Linked DNA regions of Mus musculus: region 2 is linked to region 1. A link is a contact called in public HiChIP or PLAC-seq data. All regions are on one chromosome and are shown on one strand. The core of a region is the stretch at or near the end of the contact, and the rest is flanking DNA. Distances in the headings are between cores, read along the strand shown.

Evidence for each region. HiChIP or PLAC-seq counts read pairs in DNA pulled down with a chosen protein or histone mark.
Region 2: an H3K27ac HiChIP or PLAC-seq map of extraembryonic endoderm stem cells shows a contact between it and region 1, with 3 times the contacts expected there. The contact joins two enhancer-like sites. A contact is called at or near these places in 5 of 115 datasets of contacts at active chromatin or transcription factors (embryonic stem cells, extraembryonic endoderm stem cells, pancreatic cancer cells and 1 more).

The regions. Positions count from the first base shown.
Region 1 is chr11:8,599,938-8,603,117 of GRCm38.p6, reverse strand. It overlaps Tns3 (tensin 3), which reads left to right. Exons shown (of 31, transcript NM_001083587.1): 3 at 2,526-2,563. Among named protein-coding and RNA genes, the nearest start is that of Tns3, 63 kb to the left of the region's middle. Within about 2 kb of position 1,412, at least 64 of the 459 cell types and tissues checked have an H3K27ac peak or open chromatin away from gene starts, as enhancers often do. A contact at or near this core is called in extraembryonic endoderm stem cells, where this site is marked.
Region 2 is chr11:8,820,288-8,823,384 of GRCm38.p6, reverse strand. No RefSeq gene overlaps it. Among named protein-coding and RNA genes, the nearest start is that of Gm36772, 22 kb to the right of the region's middle. Within about 2 kb of position 1,759, at least 44 of the 459 cell types and tissues checked have an H3K27ac peak or open chromatin away from gene starts, as enhancers often do. A contact at or near this core is called in extraembryonic endoderm stem cells, where this site is marked.

The sequences.
Region 1 (3,180 bases), core at 163-2,662:
CTGCGTCATTTTCCATGGTGGTCGTAGGCAGTAAGCACATGACGGCAGAAACCTGGACTAGGGACAGAGATGCTGGATGTCACTGCGCTGTGAGCATGGCCGTTAGTTCCTTGGTGCAACTGTAAGCCTCTGCTCTTTCTCACTGCTACTTGGATTGCGAATGTGAGGCTTAGGGGGCCAAGCAGTTCCTACTCAGCCTCTCCTTAGAGGCTGCCCATCATCTGAAGGCCTGGCTGAGGTTGGAGTCTGCTGTCACTGAGACATCATGCCCATGGAGTTGGCAGACTGAGCTGAGTGTTGGCTGGTGGCTTCCATTTCTTTCCAGATTGGCAGCTCTGCAGGGTTGCTGAAGTAGCCCTGTAAAGTGGCAGAAGGCATCATATTCTTTGCCCCCAGAAACCACACAGTATCCTCTCTAACATGCAGACAGCAGTGATTCATTGTACATGGGGATAGTTATTAAGGCCACCATGAAGCTATCTGATGTGTCTGAAGTGCTGTCTCTTCCTAATTTTGTATTTTCTGCTGTTTCTCCTTTCCTCTGCTTGGGCTGGCTTCTGTATGGTTGTTTGTTTGTTTTTTTTAAAGATTATTTATTTTTATGTGCATTGGTATGTAGCCTACATGTCTTGTATATCTGTGTGAGGGTGCCAGATCCCCTAAAACTGTGAGTTAGAGACAGTTGTGAACTGCCACGTGGGTGCGGGGACTTGAACCCTGGTCCATTTGAAGATCAGCAGCTAGTGCTCTTTCCTACTGAGCCATTTCTTCAGCTCCATGTCTGGGTTTTTCACCTCTCTCGGAAGCTCTGTTCTTATCTAGTGAAAATCATTCTTGTCTTAGAAACCCTTGGTCACCATTATGTGTTGTGCTGATTAGAGGAAGAAGAATAAATATTTGTGGTATGTATTTTAGCAAGTCTTAAAAGCTTGGACAGACAGTTGAAAACAAGATCACCCACAGATAAAAACTCAAATAGGTTTTTAACTCCTGGGGTTCACAAACTCCTAGGCTCTGGGAAAATTTATCTGTTTAAGCCTTGCTTAAACTTTTTGGTCAAGTATTATCCAGAAGGCAGAGTGGCCCAACAGAGTGGAAACTTTGCTGAGCTCCTGAGCTCACAGCACCAAGCTGCAATTTGTTTGGTCCCTGTCTCTGACCTCTGAGGCCTTGTTGTCTGGGCTCTGCACACTTATGTCCTGGTCATCACTTTGTAGTTTGAAAGCAGGGGCCCATGAAGGATTCCATTTGACATTGATAGTTCTGTGAGGGGGAACAGAGGTTCAGAGATCCTAGAATTTGCCTTGGGGAGCTGGGCTGGAGGGGCAGAGCCCAGACAGGAAGTCTCAGGCAGGTGCCTTGGGGAAGGCATTGAAGCCTCCGTGGTGCAAAGCACCCAAGGGACCTTGTGGTGGTCTGATATGCAGTTGCTTCATTTCCCATTGTCTTCATGCTGCCCTTTCTGCCACGTATGGCCTTGTCACTACACTGTGCCACGCTGCTGCTACTGGCCCTATTCCTTGAGGCCAGCTGCGGCCTGCCTCCGGGCCAGAGGGGAGAGCCTGTGAAATCCACATTGGTTCCAGCACCCCGTCTGCATTGTTGGGGCCTCCCATGACACAGGACCCGCACTGCTCACATAATGGCCTCTGTTGAAGGACTCTTCTGTAGGAATTTAGACATGAATTTATTCTGACAGTGTCTGCTTGGGTCTCCCGGAAGTGGAAATCTGCAGAGACCAAATGAACTCATGACTTTCCTTCTTCTAGGAGGGCTCTGATGAAAGGCCTGGGGCTTTGTTCCTCCCCACCTCTCCCCCCCCCTCCTTTACCTTTCCCCTCCTTCTCCCCCTGTCTTTGCCCTCCCCCTCCTTCCCCTCCCCCTTCCCCTCCCCCTCCTTCCCCCTCCCCCCTCTCCCTTCCCCTCCTCCCCCTCCTCTTTCCCCAGGGATCAGTTTTAACTCTAGGCCAATGTGAAGGGCTTCTGCTTTCCAGGTCCTGCCTTTCTTCTTTGTGTCTCCAACTTGGTTGATTAAGTCTTTTAAAAAATACCGGTCTATTTATGAGAAATAAGTAGACTCCTGATAAATTTCTACCCGGACTGTCTGAGCTTTTGTTGTTGTGGTTTTCCTCCTCTTTCTCCTCCTCCTCCCCCTTCCTGCTCCTCCTCCCCCTCCTCTTCTTCCTCCTCCCCTTCCTCCTCTTCCTCCTTCTCCTTCCCTCCTCCTCCCTCTCCTCCTTCTCCCCATCTCCTGTTCCTCTTCCCCCCTCCTTCTTTTCCTCCCCCCCCTGTTTCTCCCTGTTCTGGGAATTGAATCATCTAAATCCTGATACACGCTGAGCACACATGTAACCACACAGCTATGCCTTGGTTCTCAGTTGTCACTTTGTCTCAGTGTGCCTTCTCTGTGCACAGCCACTTCTTGTCAGGGAGAATGCTGTTGGAGCCTTCCCCTCTCAAGGATGGAGACCTGGCAAATGTCACCTGAGATTGCATGACTAACAGACATCCTTTCTTTCTTTCAGCCTGCAAGTATTCCTACCACAAGAGATGTGAAGCCCAGGTAAGCATTCTGCAGTTTCCCATGGGACTTCTTTGAGCTGGACTTCACTGACTGATGTTCAGAGGGGGAGGGGAGCCTCTGGCCCGAAGCCTCCGAAAAGAAGGCCCTGTAAGCAGAGGCTGGTGGATACCACCGAGTGCAGAATGCAACTTTCATCTCAAGAACAAACCGACAAAGCTTTGAAATCTATGGTTTTCATTATAGAATATAATGCTGAAGAATTTGATTTCAGATAAGACCTCAATCATCCTTTCCTGGCCGTGCCACCAGCTCTTTTTCAGTGATGAGTGATGCCTACTTTCTCCGAGTGTTGGCATCTAGTCTTGGGACAGAGGCACAGAAGCAGAGTCAGGGCACATGTTCAGCCTAGAGGACTGTGCTGGCTCCCTTGGACAGTAGTTAGTTGTTCACTGTGGTTGGGGAAAACCTGGGCAACCTGGAGTAGGGCTCATTAGGCCTACTATGTGTACTCCCAGAGTGCTCTGAGGGAGGGCTGGTCCCCTGGTAGATGTGGACTGGGGTCCTTGCCTGTGATGAGCAGCAGGAAAGTGAGGAGATCTAGAAACACAGTCGGCAAGGGTGCAGCTTACAGTGGTTTCCCTTCTCCGGGTCCCCAG
Region 2 (3,097 bases), core at 510-3,009, 220 kb before region 1:
TAAGCACTCTCTATAGAGCTGATTTGGCAGTCATGAACTGATTTACTCTGTGCATCTCTTTAACTAACCTGATTTCTTCATCAATTTTAAGAGATGGCTTTGCTGAGTGTAACAATCTGGATGGACAGCTATTTACACTCAGCACTTAAAATAGTTCCTGGGTCTTAGGGTTGCTAATGAGAGATCTGATAGTACTCAAGTGTATTTGCCTTTGTTCATTGCATTTTTCTTTACAGATTTTAATATTATTTTGCTTTCTCTTGGTAGTTTTGGCATCTTTAGAATATAGTAGAGAGATTCTTCTTTGGCAGGTCCATTTGAGGTTCTTAATGCTTCTTCTACTTAGCTGTCCAACTCCTTCCCTTGGTTTCAGAGACTTCTACTATAGGCTCCCTAAACACGTTTTCTTTGCTTTTTGTTTTTGTTTCCACTTCCTCAAATTCTGTGAATTCCTAAGTGTGTCTTAATTGCACTCCACAATTCATAGATATTATAGTTCAACTCTTTTCTTCACTGATGTTCGATGTCACATTCCCTTCTTGCCTCCTTCCTCACTTCCTTTAGCTGGACTGGTCTGTTGTAGAAGCCATTTTGGTCCTGTTTGTTTGTCTTTAATTCATGGAAATGTATTTCTATTTGGATTCCATTTCCTTACTGACTCTCTTACACATCCTTCTAACTTTCTCCCCTGCATTTCTGACTTCCTTTTCTGTCCTAAATTGATTTCCTTACTCCATTCATCTGCCTGTTTATATCTCATCAATGGCATCAATCATATTTTAGTATTTAATTGATCATTTAACGCTCTATCACTGCACTACTGAGCTCAGTAGCTGAGGAATTTCGGTGTGCTGAAGGTCTCGTCTTGCCTTGCTTTTGTGCGGTTATATGTTTCTGTGTTGTAATTAGCTCATCTGTTGGTTTCACTCCATCTGCCAGTTCTGCCTGGGGTCTTATGGAGCTGCCCTTTAATAGGCCCAATTCTCAGCAGTGCCATTCAAGAGGAGAAAGGAACAACACCATAAGCAACACCAGCAAGTCAAACAAGATACACAAATACCCTCCTACTCAAGTAGGAATGAAGATGAAAGCCTGAGGGCGGGAGGGCAGAGTGAGACTACATCACATCCCACTGTTGACCAAGAACATGAACTGGACAAGGCAATGGAGAGATGATAAACTAAAAACTATGAAGGATGAAGGTAGAGATATGAGTGAAATGAAGGGAAAGGGAAAGAAAAATTAAAGTTATGCAAAAGAAAATCCAAATAGAAAAGGAAGACCATGAAGAGGAAGAGGAAAGACCAAGAGATTTTAAAGGAAGAAGGGAAAGGAGAGGTTGAGGAGAAGGCAGGGAAAACATTGCCTAAAAATGAAAAGTTAAACAAGTCAGGTAAATATAAGAAGGGAAATAAAAATTCAAAACAAAAGTATTTGGAAAACAAAAACCAGAGGCCTTCCATGTAAGCTAGTGGAGCATACGTTTCTTCCCTGTGACCTGGTTAAAGGGAAGAGTCAATTCTAAGAATTGGCCATTCCAAAAAGAAAAAGACTAATAGCTTTGGAATCCACAGAGGTGACAACAGACACCAACTAGTGACAAGCACTAGTTGAACAAACCAGACATAGCTCCAATGGTGTGGCTACTGGGCAGAGGTGGGGAAGCACCAGCCCCACCCAAAAGATAAGAATAAGCCAGAGCCTTCACAAGCCCCAGATGCAGCTGCAGGCTTCCGTGAGACAATGATTCCTCAGGCTAATGAGTCAGCAGCAATGAGAAGCATGGCTCTGTCTTTCTATGACTCAGGGGGGCATCCGAGAAGCTTAAGCCTGAGAGAGATCCTAGTTTGGAAAAGAGAGCTATCCTGAAGGATGGAGACAGCTGAGTTCAGCCTGCCACAGCCCCGGGTTGTGACACAGCCTATGACACAGATAGAACATGGAACGCTCAGAGGTGCAGCTTGTGGGAAGCTATATTCAGATTATTAAGAGCGGGACCTCAGTCTCAGTGGCCAAATGCCAATCCCTTTAGCTGAGATATCACTGGATTTTGACAGCCGTAAGCCTAAAGTGAATCAACTTGTAGAGCCACCATCTCCCTTTTAGTGCTGTAGAGCATGGGAAGGTAGCATTTCTTCAGCAGAGTGAGCAACACTTAGGGAATCTTCAAATGGATGGATCTAGAAAGTACAGTATTAAACAAGATGACCCAAACTTGAAATACAAAGTACACGATGTGACGATCCTAGCCTATTGTGTATGTGTATGTGCATATCAACAGATAAGTGTGAGGAAAACCTAAAACACCAGAGAGAAGATGGAGAGAGGAGACCAACAGATGAAGAACAGTGGAACTTAAAAGTGGAAAAGAGAGCCAGGCGGTGTTGGCACATGCCTTTAATACCAACACTTGGGAGGCAGAAGCAGGTGGATTTCTGAGTTCAAGACCAGCCTGGTCTTCAGAGTGAGTTCCAGGACAGCCAGGGCTACAGAGAAACCCTGTCTCAAAAAACAGAGACTATGGAGAAGGAAGCTAGAGGAGAGTGGGACAGGGGAGATGGGAGAAGATAGCAGGAGAGGCAACAGGAACAAAGTACAACCATGCATATGTGTGAGCAGGACACAATGAAACCCATCCATTAGTATGCTAACTTAACAATGAGTGAAAAATAAACAGACTTTTAAATGCTGCTTACTACAGTCAGCAAAAATCAGAACAAACATGGTCTGGACCTGCCATCCCAACTGTCCTATTCTTTAGTCTTCTGTGGGTTTTGGTTTGGTTTGGTTTGGTTTTTGTTTGTTTGTTTTCCAGTTTGGGTAGGCAGGTAAATGTGACGTCTGTTATCGTCCATTTTTATCTGGAAGCAGTTTATTAAAATGTAATGATCACACCAAGCTTAGTGGCACAGGCCAGTGACCCCACATGGCTGTGGAGCAGAGCAAAGGACATATGTGGTGGCGAGACCTCCAGGTTTGGTCCTACATCATCAGAGCTCCCGGCTACTCACTTAGCTGAGGACCAGCCTGCTGAAGAACCTGTGAAGGAGGCAGACTACACTTGGCCCCTGGGGTCTGAAATTGACTGCTGAATTGT